3 separate regions of the Gossypium arboreum genome follow, and regions 1 and 3 are each linked to region 2. The links are chromatin contacts, called in public Hi-C maps. All regions are on one chromosome and are shown on one strand. The core of a region is the stretch at or near the end of the contact, and the rest is flanking DNA. Distances in the headings are between cores, read along the strand shown.

Evidence for each region. A called contact is a pair of places that touch in the nucleus more often than the background predicts.
Region 1: a Hi-C map of leaf shows a contact between it and region 2, with 3 times the contacts expected there. The contact joins the promoter of LOC108464958 here to the promoter of LOC108464957 in region 2. A contact is called at or near these places in 2 of 5 Hi-C or Micro-C datasets (both in leaf).
Region 3: a Hi-C map of leaf shows a contact between it and region 2, with 2.6 times the contacts expected there. The contact joins the promoter of LOC108486475 here to the promoter of LOC108464957 in region 2. A contact is called at or near these places in 2 of 5 Hi-C or Micro-C datasets (both in leaf).

What each region holds. Positions count from the first base shown.
Region 1 is chr6:75,716,507-75,720,907 of ASM2569848v2, forward strand. LOC108464958 (magnesium transporter MRS2-1) reads left to right here and starts at 2,739. Exons shown (of 7, transcript XM_017765237.2): 1 at 2,739-3,035; 2 at 3,121-3,217; 3 at 3,750-4,346. The coding sequence starts at 3,759.
Region 2 is chr6:75,580,570-75,584,534 of ASM2569848v2, forward strand. LOC108464957 reads right to left here and starts at 1,451. Exons shown (of 3, transcript XM_053029893.1): 1 at 677-1,451; 2 at 421-593. The coding sequence starts at 1,270.
Region 3 is chr6:75,376,910-75,381,372 of ASM2569848v2, forward strand. It overlaps LOC108486475 (zinc finger BED domain-containing protein DAYSLEEPER-like), which reads right to left and starts at 3,183. Exons shown (of 2, transcript XM_017790540.2): 1 at 2,739-3,183; 2 at 1-1,203. The coding sequence starts at 1,189.

The DNA of each region.
Region 1 (4,401 bases), core at 1,489-3,988, 140 kb after region 2:
CATTAACATCCACTAACATATTAATGGTATAATTGTCATTTAAGGCCATCATATTTAAAATCCAAAGCCAATTGACACCTTTAATAAATAGAATGCAACTTTTGCATTTTTACGCGATTAAGTCCTTTTTACCGAATTAACAACTTAAACGATAAAATTTCTTTACGAAAATTTCACAAAACTATAATATCATGCTGTAAATATTAAAATAATAATAAAATAAATTTTTTGATGTCGGTTTGTGGTCTCAAAACCACTGTTCTGATTAACCTTAAAAACGAGCTGTTACACCCCTAACTTTTTAGAAATTTACATAGCACCCCATTTAAAATGAACTTTATTACATTAAACCCCTTAAAATTTTATATTTTCCCTCTCTCCCTAGACCCAAAAAAAACACCAACCGCTTTTAAAGTTTAATATATATATATTTACCTCTTCAAAAATATCTTTTTTTAGAAGTTTCAAAATTTTAAAACTTTCAAAGGAAGCTACAATAAAAAAAATCATCAATTTCTTTTTAAATAAATAACAACTAAAGAAAAAAATTTACCCATAAAATTAAAAAAAAATCCTAGAACAAACTTAAAAAAGAAAAAGAAAAAAGAGTAGTGGAAGAAAGCAATTAACAAATTGTAAGAGAAGAAGAAGAAGAAGAAGAAGAAGAAAATTTGTCAACATACAACTTTGAGATGTTGCATTTGAGATCTCAATTAGAACACTTTGAGCTTGATATTCGTCAACATACAAATTTGTAGAATTTGTCCTTAATTCTTGTATTATGCCAAGAGTTTATGAAGACAAGAAAGTCAGTCATTTACTCACTTGTTGATAAATTAATTTGACTTTTGTTTCTCTTCCTATTTTAACTACCACTATTGAGTTTCATTTTCTGCTATAAAGATTGTGAAAACAAAACTTGGAAATAAAATAGAAGATGATTATTTAGGAAGTTACTTGATCATATATATTGAAAAAGAAATTGTATAGAACTTTGATGATGATTCAATTATAAATGATTTTTGTGACATGAAAGAAAGGAGATTACAATTTAAAAGTCCAACTTGTTTAGATAGGTGAATGATTTCTCCTTCTTCTTCTTTTTTTATATCATATGGTTACTATATGCAAAATTATATTTTAATTTTGGTTTTTTTCAAATAGTAGAAAAGCATACTAATTTTTGGATTTTGATATGTTAGGTATTATTTATTAAAAATTGGAAGCACAATGCAATTATCATTTTATTCATATTTCAAATCATATATATCTATATTTTAATTATTAAATAATTATACATAAAAATTAATAGCAAAAAAATGTAGTTGCGAATGCTAATACAAATTTGTCCCCTTAAATTGTATTTTTGAACGAAGTGACTCAACATATTAGATACCCATGTTAAATAAGGAAGGGTAAAAAAGACTAACCATTTTCAGACATGAAATTATTGAGAATCGGGACTAGTAGGTTTGATGACTTCGGGGAGTTCTTTGATTAGAAAGAATTATCTTGATTGGTTTGATTCATACTCTACGGAAGTAGAGGGGATCGTAGTGAAGGAGGTTGATTCACAGTCTTCACCCGATATGCTACTTGGTGGATCCTGGTAGCCAAATAGAGAGTTCAACTGTGGGTAGGGAAATATCAAATACAAAAACCTCAACATTTCCTTACACAAACCAAACAAATTGCACCCAGTTCACGCAATTCATCGAACAACTGGCACGTCTCATTCGACTGCCCGTTCCTCCCATAAAACTCAATCAACGCAATCAAAATTACATTATCCGAATGAAACCCATGTTTCATAACAATGGCATAAAAGCAGCATCCCATCCTCAACTTCCCTAAAACCGAACAAGCCTTGATCACAGCAGATAGAGTGAACCTACTAGGCTCAGCTCCTAACCTCAGTAATTCAAAAAACAGTTGAAGTGAACTCTCTGGTCTTCCCACTTTAATATACTCCGAAACCATCAAAATACACGAATTATCTTATTTTACAAGCACCAAATCAAAAACTCTCCGAGTTTCTCTAAAATCAGTACACAGCTTAAAGTAGAGAACAAATAAATTGATATCTATAGAACGATCCATGTGGTGAGCAGATTTAAGATGGGCCGTGAGGAAAAGATTGAAGGTATGTGCATGCTTTCAAGAGGCAAGATTACAGTAAAGGTTTAGGGAAGAGGGTGTTTGGGTTTGGGGGGTTTTAGGAGATGGATTGCAAGGAAAAGATTATCCGGCCTGCACAATTGGAGGATTTGGGATACGACAACAGCTTCATCTCTACTCAACTATGGAAAATCCATCGAGTTAACAAAAAAAACTTGTTGAACTTTATAATTAAAAAAAAATCAGCTCAGAGTTTTGATCCTATACAACTTTTATCCGGTATTCGAGAGTTTATAATGATATATACAAGCAACTGTTGAGTTGAGTTGATGCAAAAAAAAAAAAAAAATTTGGGGAGTGAGTCAGTGCTAGTAATATCCAAATTCTAAAGGAGATTGAATAAGCTGTTTGGAAAATGAAAATGGACTTTTTATGCCTTATTGTAAAATCGGGCTGAGATTTGGAGGGGAAGAAAGGATGAGGAAGAAAAAAAATGATAAGACGGTGGGGCTCACAGTTTTAATTTATTATTTTAAAATCCACGCTATTTATGGTTTAATAGCATAGTGATTAAAATAAACCATTTTATTGGTTTACTAGTAATTAAAAATTTTCTTTTAAAGAACCTCAGGGTCACGACGACTCAGGAGCCGACAAAACTAATAAAAGCAACCAAGAAAAAAAAGGCTCTCCGCATCAGAAATCCTTTTTTAACATCAAAAATTTCAATCATAGATTCTTAATTAAGATTCTCGTCTTAGCTAATTGAGTAAAACTTACACCGCCTTTCGTAAATTTTTTAAACTATTTTATTTTATTTTATTTTTTTTTTTAAACACGTAAAAAATTTCGTATTTGATCCAGGAGTTCTCTTCCTCACTAAATCCTCCTGTTCTCAATCATCCGCTGCTGCCAAGGTACTTTTCCAAATCTAGGGTTTCCTTTTCCCTATTTTCTTTATGTTGTTATAATTTAATTTATTAATCCAATTATTTTTTGCAGTTTTTGATGTGTCGATATTAGCTTATTTAATCAGAGGCTGTGATTATATCTTCTTCACGCTTATCTGAGAGTTAAATCTTAGTTTTATTGATTCGAGGTAAGCTAGTCTCCTTGAAATAATATATACTCTTTTGTTACTGTTTTGTTTATTTATTATGCTTGAGTTGGAATTTAAATAGATTTTGCTCTTTATTTTCAGTTTTCTTTATATTATTATTGTTCTATTTAGTATAATTATAAGGCTGTGGAAGGAACTAGGCCAATTTTTAGGTAGCATTTTTAGGCGATATCCTGATGCTGAATTTTGTACCTCGCATGCTGAATTATTCATGCGTTTGATAGATTTTCGATCTCAGGCTGCAAAAAAAAAAAAAGGAAGTTGCTTTGGTTTCTGATGCATTAATGAACATGGTTAATCTAGTTATGGAATTGTATTCAGGCTTTGAAGTAAAAAGTTCTTGGATTTGATAGTTGGATTACAATATTTGAGTAGCTTTTAGACTTTGTTGGAAAAGTGAGCTTCTTGAGAGTTGAGACCTAAAGCCACTTTTTCTGTTTCCGCCCCCCCCCCCCCCTTCAGAACTGGATTATACAGTGTTGTCGTTAACTGGTTTTGTTATTTGTTTCAGTATTCTGTGATGGCAGACCTAAAAGAGCGTTTGCTTCCACCGAAACCTCAGTCGGCTATAAACATTAGAGATGCTTCCTATCGGCCATCTGCCTCTGGACGCCAGCCTTTCCAAGGCATGGATTTATCGGGGTTAAAGAAGCGGGGCCAAGGACTCAGATCTTGGATCCGTGTTGATACATCTGGGAATTCGCAAATAATCGAGGTTGACAAGTTCACTATGATGCGTCGATGTGATCTACCAGCCCGAGACCTACGGCTTCTTGACCCATTGTTTGTTTACCCCTCGACAATCCTCGGTAGAGAGAAGGCTATTGTTGTAAATTTAGAGCAGATAAGGTGTATTATCACTGCCGACGAGGTTCTACTCTTGAATTCCCTTGATAGCTATGTTTTGCATTATGTTGTGGAGTTACAAAGGCGACTTACAAGTGGAGTAGGTGAGGTATGGCAATCAGAGGGTCCCGAGTTGAACAGAAGAAGAAGCAGTAGGGGTTTTGACAATGTATACGGGAGCACATCCCCTGATTATTTGCCCTTTGAGTTTAGGGCTCTGGAAGTTGCTTTGGAAGCTGCCTGTACATTCCTTGATTCACAGGTGTGTGAAAGTGGCCTAAAACACCTTATTGCATTTGAATTAGACTTGGGATGAT
Region 2 (3,965 bases), core at 201-2,700:
ATTTGTCTCCATTAATTATGTACTTAATTTAAAAATAATTTTATTCCTTTTGAAAAATTAATTGTTTTACTGATGTGGTGTATGTTAACAGCATTAACGTTTCCATTAAATAATAACATCAACGTCGTTAAAGGATCTATTTGATTAATTTTATTAGATTAAGACTCAATTAGACACAAAAATATTATAGGAGCTGAATTGATTTATTTGGTAAAATGACGATTTTAGAAATTAATCGTGTATTAATGTACATAAATAATTTAGAATTCATAAATTAATCTAAAATTTATAATATACTTATTTTAATTGTTTTAATATAAATATTATTACAATTTTAAAAGTTAATTAGTTGACCCCAGCTAGTGTGGAGGGAATAATTGTCGTTATATATATGAAAATGAAATGAAGCAAGTATTTTACCAGTCATTTGGGGCAGTCTTAACAGCTTGTTCAAAGTAACTTTTGGCTCTTTGAATGTCATTCTGGTTATGCCAAATTAGATCAGCATAAAGTGCCAACAAATTCCCATCATCAGGGTTCGCCAGAATTGCTCTGCCGCAGTACTCCTCTGCTCTGCTATAATCTCCTCTAATCTGTGCTACAATCGGTAGATGAATCAATTAATATTTTCATGTAATTAAGAAGACAAAACTCAAATGTCTTTATATCCTACTACCTCTTTCAAGAACTTGGCATAATTGCCAAGCAAAAGTGGATTGCCAGGATTGGCTTCAACCATCTTCTGATAGTAAACGTCAGTGCTATCACTCTCAAAGAACCCCGACCCGACACCACCAACGCCGCCCCCTGATCCTCCTCCTCCACAGATTTTACCACCACCATTTTCTTCTCCACCGCCCATAACCAGTGTTTGCATCACAGCACCACTATCTTCACCATCACCTACTGGTTCCCCCAACCCAGAACTTGAAAAAAGTTGTCTTCGTATCCTACAAGATTTGGGTTCTGATTCTAACTCTTTGTCTCCATCTGTTTCTTGCTTTGCCTGTTCGTGGAGAGAGTGAGGTGTTGCTATTATGGCTTTCCCCATGCTTTTTCTTGGTTTTGGTACATCGTTTTGGATACTGTTGTCAGCTAAGTTTAGTGGTTTACTAAGCTTATGATCATCATTGGAAGAAGGGGAGTGAAATGAGATTGAGCTGGTTCTTTGAAGAGCTCCAAATTCTGGTTCTGGTGATGAAATTGAACAGACTTTTGAATTTGGCCACCATGAGTTTAAGATTGGTGTTGACGAGCTTCTCAGCAGCATTTTTTATTGTTTCGAAAGGATGAACCAGTTTCAACTAAGAATAATAGAAGAGCTAAATGAAATTTAAAAAAGAAGAAAAGAAGAGCAAAAGCTATTGATTGATTGGTTGTCAGATAAGTAAAAAGCTTTGAATGCATAACCGACAAAGATATTAGTTTTTGGTTTGATGTGTTGGAATCAGCCTGAAAACCTACGGATACAAATGGTACTTCCCATTAGGGCCTCTAAGGAAGGGACACGTTGAGTTGGTGAGTGACAGGATGTGCGGCGAAAAAGACATGGGAGCGTCATGGGTTCATGTTTGGCATCAGCATCATGTTCACTGTCGCCTTAGGTTGCCTTCATTTTCATCCAAGCCATGGTTGACGCGTGCTTTGAATTTTTAGAGATAACGAAACAGAGAGATGGGTGAGTGGTGACCATTTTGGAACTTTGTTTAATTGGAATCTTCACGCTTTCTGTAAATTATTGCAGTCATATGTGTGACTGCCTCTGGATCCAGAATCAGGATCACATCATCTCAGAGATCCATTATTTCTGTATATCGCTTTTAAGTTTATCTTCCTTAATTATCTATATTTAATTCAATTATTATTATTTGGATCGATTAAAATAATAGGTTTATGTAATTTTGGTCCCGAATTTCACAATTAAGGTTAATTTAGTATATAAATATTTTTTGGTTAACATTTACACTTGAAAAACGTGGAATAAGGAATTTACATGTTAAAAAATAGGTTATAAAATAGTGAAAATTTAAAATTTTTCATTGATATTTATACAAATAATTTTATCAAATGTTTAGATGCTAGGAGAGTAAAATTTTATCAAGAACGGGATACATGATGAAAACTGAAACTTCCTCTATAAGGAAAGTCAAAATAAAAAAAAATTAGGCAGAATTGCAAAAAAAGCTCTCCTTTGAGAGCTTTTGGATATATGCCCCTAACATTCTTTTTATTCCTGAAATCGGCCTCTAATTTAACGAATTTTTCAGACATCAACCCAATTGAAACGGTAATTGTCAGCTGTCCGTTAGTCAACAGCCGGTCAAAAAAGTTGGTCTAAGTGACATTTCTGTTGACTGATGACGTGGCAAAAAATTAAACAAAGTTAATAATCATAAAACAAAAAAACCCCTAAATCCCCAAACCCTCAAATTCAAAACTATCTTTCCAATTTCTAAAATCCCCAAATTGTGAAATTCCCTAAATCCCTAACCTCCGAAATCTTAATTGAATCCCTAACAATATTCAAATCCTTAAAACTTGAAATACCTAAATCTTAGCATTCCGAAATCTTCTTAAAATCCCTAAAATTTTTACGAATTAAATCTTTGAATCCCTACCTAAATCTTAGCATTCCGAAATCTTCTTAAAATCCCTAAAATTTTTACGAATTAAATCTTTGAATCCCTAAAACTATTAGGAACGAAAAAGCTTCAACAATCGTGAGAGTTTTCGCAACCCAAAATCGAAAGGTAGGTGCTTTCTTATTTGGTTTGTTGGGAAAATAAATTCCATTTTTGGTTTGATTTGTTGGTTATTTGTGATTTACTATTGCAATTTTAGTGCGACAATGTAGGGTTTGTTTTGTCGATTTTTTATGAGATAGTAGTAATAGCTCGGTTTAGACTCTAGTTGGAATAGTGGTTTCGGGACCACAAATCTGAGTTCGAAAAATATTTTAAAATTTTTTTCTATGTCCATGATGAATGAATTTGCATCTGTGAAATTTCTGTGATTTAATTTGTCTGTTTTCGTACTGAATATTAAAAAAGGACCCAATCACGAAAAAGGTGAAAGCTGTGTGCTAGATGTTAAAAGTGCCTATTTGATTTGTCTTATTAAAGTGGGAGTCCTTATTGAATAATTAGACCATTATTTTGGTTAGTGGAAGAGTTGGTTTGGCATATATGAAATTATGTATTATTATAAAGGGTAAATGGGTAAATAGTATATTAAAAGGTAATAAGTAAAAACAAAACATAAATGGCCATGCAAAATTTACCTCTTGGTCGATTATGGAGGAGAAAAAGAAGCCATTGAAGCTTCAAAGTATTTGGCCATTGCTTAAGTGAATAGGTTAGTGTATTTTGTTTGGTTTTTGATAATTTCTACGTTTCTGTGATCGTTGCTTCGTGTTCTACCAAGCCCATGTCTGAATTTATGTTTCTATTAATGATTTCATGAAATGTCATTGTTGATATCATGAGTTTTGTGATGTTTTTGGATGAATTATGAAGGCTTGGTAGATGATTTATAAGTTTTGTCTTTGAATTTTTGATGAAATTGAGCAATTTGGGCTAAATAGTGAAAATGATGTCTTGGAGGACAAAAATGTGAAATAAACATGTTGTGTGGGCTTTATATAGAAGCCATGAAAATTCGGCTAGCCCTTGTTGCAAAGAGATTTTGCATATTTGTGATTTTATGCAAATAAGACTAAATTGTCAAAGTGTGAAAATGTAAGGGCTAAAATGTAAAATGCCCTAAATGTGTGTATATGGATTAAATTGAATGAAATGAATAATTGAATGGTTGAATTTGAATTGTATTAGATCAAGAACAAATGAAACCGGACTTAGATCGAGGGAAGTCTAAAATAGCCGAATAGTCTACTCGTTTCCATTTGAAATTCGTACGAGGTAAGTCAAAATACAATTACGTGTTAAATTGGTTAAATGTTGTATATA
Region 3 (4,463 bases), core at 1,933-4,432, 200 kb before region 2:
GCTTCCAATCATCCATTGACGGGGCTAAGTTATAATCAGGAATAGAGGTTTCCAAGCAAAGAAATACTTGCTTTAGTTCACAGGCGGCAGCCAACATGTCATATGTTGTGTTCCATTTTGTTTGGTCATCAATGAATATGTCTTTCATGCTGGGGACTTTAAGTTGTTCCTTCAGTCCAAAAAATGTCTCTTCATGAGTATCTGAAGTTTTCACAAACTTAACACTATCCCGTATTTTCTTCACTGTTTCCCCCACAGACCATAGTGCTTCTTGTGCAAGAAGACTTATAATACGAGCAAAGCAATTTCCAATCAAGAACTGACCATGCAGCATATAAGGGTTCCTCACAGAAAATAGAGCTCTTAGGTTTTGATTTATGTTAACATTTGAGAAGAACTGATCAAAACCAAGTGTAAATAGCCGATTCTCCAATTGCCAATCTGATAGGCAAGACACAACAGCTTGCTGTAAGGCACAGTCTGAATCAGGAGAAGGTACCATGACTACATTAAGCAGGCAGCGGTGCAAATTCCATTCCATATCAATAAACTGTCCTGTTATGAAAACATAGCCCACAGTTTGATTTGAAATACGTAAATCTAACGTAAGGCTTATCCTTCCTGGAATTTCATTGATAAAATTGAGAAGCCTTTGCTTCTCATTCAGGTACATGGCAACACAATCTCCTTGAATGGTATTGAAACTCACCATATTAAACTGAGGTTGAAGAGTCCGTGCAAAATCAATAAAGCCAGGGTGTTCCACAATGTGGAGGGGATACTCGTGCATTATAATCATCTTAGCGATCTCATGGTTGCAGCGTTCCTGGTTAAAAGGGATGTTAGCAAATCCAGGAGTTGCCCGTTGTCTTTTTCTTGGTTCGTATGTAGCAGTTTTAGTGTCTGATGCCTGTTGATTCCTCTGACGGCTTACCGGGCAGATTCCTAAGGCAATGTGTCTCTTGAGGTGGCTAGTTCCAGCTAGCTTTGAACCAGTAATGTAAGCAAAAGATTTCTTGCATTGATTACAGCAGGCCCTGATACATCCATCTCCTACAGTCTCCACAGTGAAATGATCCCAGACAATAGACTTCTTCCTCCTGCGTTTATTGGGCTGTACTTCGGAACTAACAAGGTCATTGTTGTCTGTAGGAGTAATAGGTGTAACCGGAATGATTGCAGTCTCCATCTCAATGTACCGTCCTGCAATGAAGACGAGACAGCAGATGATAAAGTTCTCAAAAGTCAATGAAAAAAACACAAGACAGACACCATGAAGACAGCATATTGTAGTAGAAGAGAATACTACTATTGATGATACCCAAAGGCAAGTTTAGATATTCACAGTAGATTCAAAACTCATAGAATAATGACAAGCTTCTTAGAATGTTTCCATTATCTACGAGACAATAGTTATTCAAATTTACAAAATAACAAACAAGAGCAGGAGTTAACTAATTTTTATGATCCTCAGATAGATATTAGTAACCAGACAAATTTGAAGAGATGGCTTAAAAGACTGAGCAATTGAATATTAAAAGGTATGCAGAGAAGCTGGCTTTACAGTGAACATTAAAACTACAACATTCAGGTTAAAAGACAAACTTGAAATGATTCTAAGCCAAGCCTAGAATTCAAAAAGCCTTCAAGAGTCTACGGTAAACAAAAGCAGATGCGTTTTAGCCAGAAAAATAACAGTTGGAACTTGATAAACACATTAACTAGACTTGGTAACTCAAAGCTGCAAAGTCTAAAGACCAATTTATTCCCACATCTGGACATGAAAGACAACTTAAATAAACCAAAAAATAAAAAACACTGCTCCCATATATCTTGCTAATTGGCAGGATCAAACCCAACTTTTATATACCTAAAAATGTGGGCATGCCCAGATTGATGAGCTAACCTTATCATTATGGACCAAAAAGCCCAGTGGATATGCATAAGCAACTTGACTAAAGTGCCTTCAGCTGAAGTGAAAATCCACAGGTCCCCAACCCAAAGACACAAAAACCAAATCTCTTATTTATCTATTTATTGCCTAAGACCCCCAGTATCAAGCTCTTCCGGAGCACCTAAATGGGAGGAAAGCTTTGTTAGCACCTACTTTCTCCACACAAGATCGAAATTAAGGAACATTGAACTCCTTACCACTCAAGTCCAACAAAAACCAAATCTCTACCTTCCACATGGACTTTGTGCTGGAAAAAACCGTCGTTTGACCATTTATAAATTGAGAAACGAGAACCCACGAAAACAGGAAACAGAAAACGACTGCTTCTCAGAGGATGTAATGAGAAAAATAAATCCTACCACACTCATCCTATGAGTTCTACCAAGAAAAAATTTTCAATGAAACCCCATTGCAACACAAAAAAGGAAATAACTATCAGTCTCACACACTAAGAAGCCCATAAGAAAAGCAATTACAGTGAAATAAATTATGTGGATAAAAAAAGGCGAAAAACTGATTAGAAGATGCACATGAAGCAAAACATAAGCCAAATATGAAAACAACCAAGAAACATAATTTTGATTAACGTAAGCCAATATAAAACCACTAAGAAACATAATTTTGATTAACGCCAAGAATAAAATTTTAAAAAAAAGCCTCACAAAAATAAATACTCAATAAATACCAGATCCAAAAAACTGAAAACAAACTCTAAAATTGCAAAATTAGACATAAATAAACAAAACCCAACATATAAATCGAGGATTAAAAAAATAGTTGATACCTCGTTGTATCACCAACAAAACCCTGAAAGCAGATCCAAAACAACAGTTTCACCGATTTAGAGGCTTGTTTTCACCCGGAGACCGAAGGAATTAAAAAAATAATATATTTGAATTTCCGGTAACAGAGGGAAGCGCAAAGGAGGAAGATGAAGGAGGAGAACAAAGTCGGTTAATTGGGCTGAAGCACCCAAAGGCAAAAAAAAAGGTTCAGAGCTTTGAAGTTTAAAGCTTTTGTTTGTTTGTTTGTTCGCTGTTCGAGCGAGGGAGAGAAAAACAAAACCCTAAATTGGAATTGGACCTGAGCTGGGGTAGCTAGGGCTAAAACTATATATAATCAAAAAGATCTCGAGTTTAGGCCTTTTGAATGAGAGTCAGGGGGGCGAAAGGGGCATTTATGAGAAAAGAAAAAGAGAAAAAATCGTAATTGGATATGGACTGACTGACTCTCTCAAGGTCCAAATTTAATTTTCCTTTTTTTATTCATTCTGTGAAGGCGGTTCCATAGTATTTTTCATCAGCCACCCACTTGGTTTAATCTTGACCGTTCCTTTTACCTATTCATCTCGGCTTACGGTTCTCATGACTCACGGGTAGGTTAAACAATTATATTTTAATTTTCTTAGAAAATTCAAAAATCAAAATTAGACCGAACCTTACTCTAATCATGATTCATCAATGCATTTTTATCTATCTATATACGGTTATAACACGCCCGACTGAACTTAATTAGGAAATGATAAAAAATATATTTCTTACAATCACGTTTTCTAATTAAATTTTTAAAGTAAAGAATTCAACAACCGAATCCACCTCTAATTCATTCAATATCCATAAATTCTTATTTAAATATTATAGTGCTATTATAAATTAGTTAAATAAAATGCATCTTACTTATAATAAATTACACATTTAATCATTAAAACAATCAACAAATTTCAACTATAAAAAATTAAATTATAATATGATGATACATGTTTTCGATTTGTAACATTTTAGTTAATCGCTCATTAACAAGATGATAAAGTGGTACGTAAATCAATATTTTAAAATTAGATTAATAGTCAAATTAATCAAATTATTAATTTTAGTTTAATTGATTTACTGTTTAATAATATAAAATCATAATAATTAAAAAAATAAAAAAAACCTCAAATAAACTTTGGCCTATGCTTTTAAGTTTAATTTAAATTAGCCCACCGTCTTTTAAGTCATAGGACATAACCAACATAAAGTAAGAAAACCTAAAAAATTATTATCGCTAACTCCTTTCAATTCTCACTTGTCCTTTATCACCAAACCAATCTTTCTGACTTCCTCATTTTTCAGCTGCGATGGTCGTCGAAGAAGCAGATGGCTAAAGGCAGCTGAACTGGAGGCTGAAAGAGGGAGATTGGAGACTAAAGAGTGAAGAGAGGTTGAGAGAGTCAGAGAGGCCGGATGGACGAGTGACGAGAGTGGTGGTTGCCCGGGTGGGTGTGGGTCTCAGGTTGTTTGTTTTGATCGGCTTGCGCAGACGAAAGAACCGGTCGGACAGGATTTTTACCGATTTCTTAGTTCACGGTTCAAACGGTTTTTTCTAGTGATCGGACCATTCTCAAATCAACCGAGGGATCCAATTTGGTTTAAATATCATTGACATTAACTTAAGGTGAATAGCTAATTCTACCTCTAAGCTAGTCAATATCGAACCGGTAGATGCATCAGTTTTTTATTAGAATTTTATA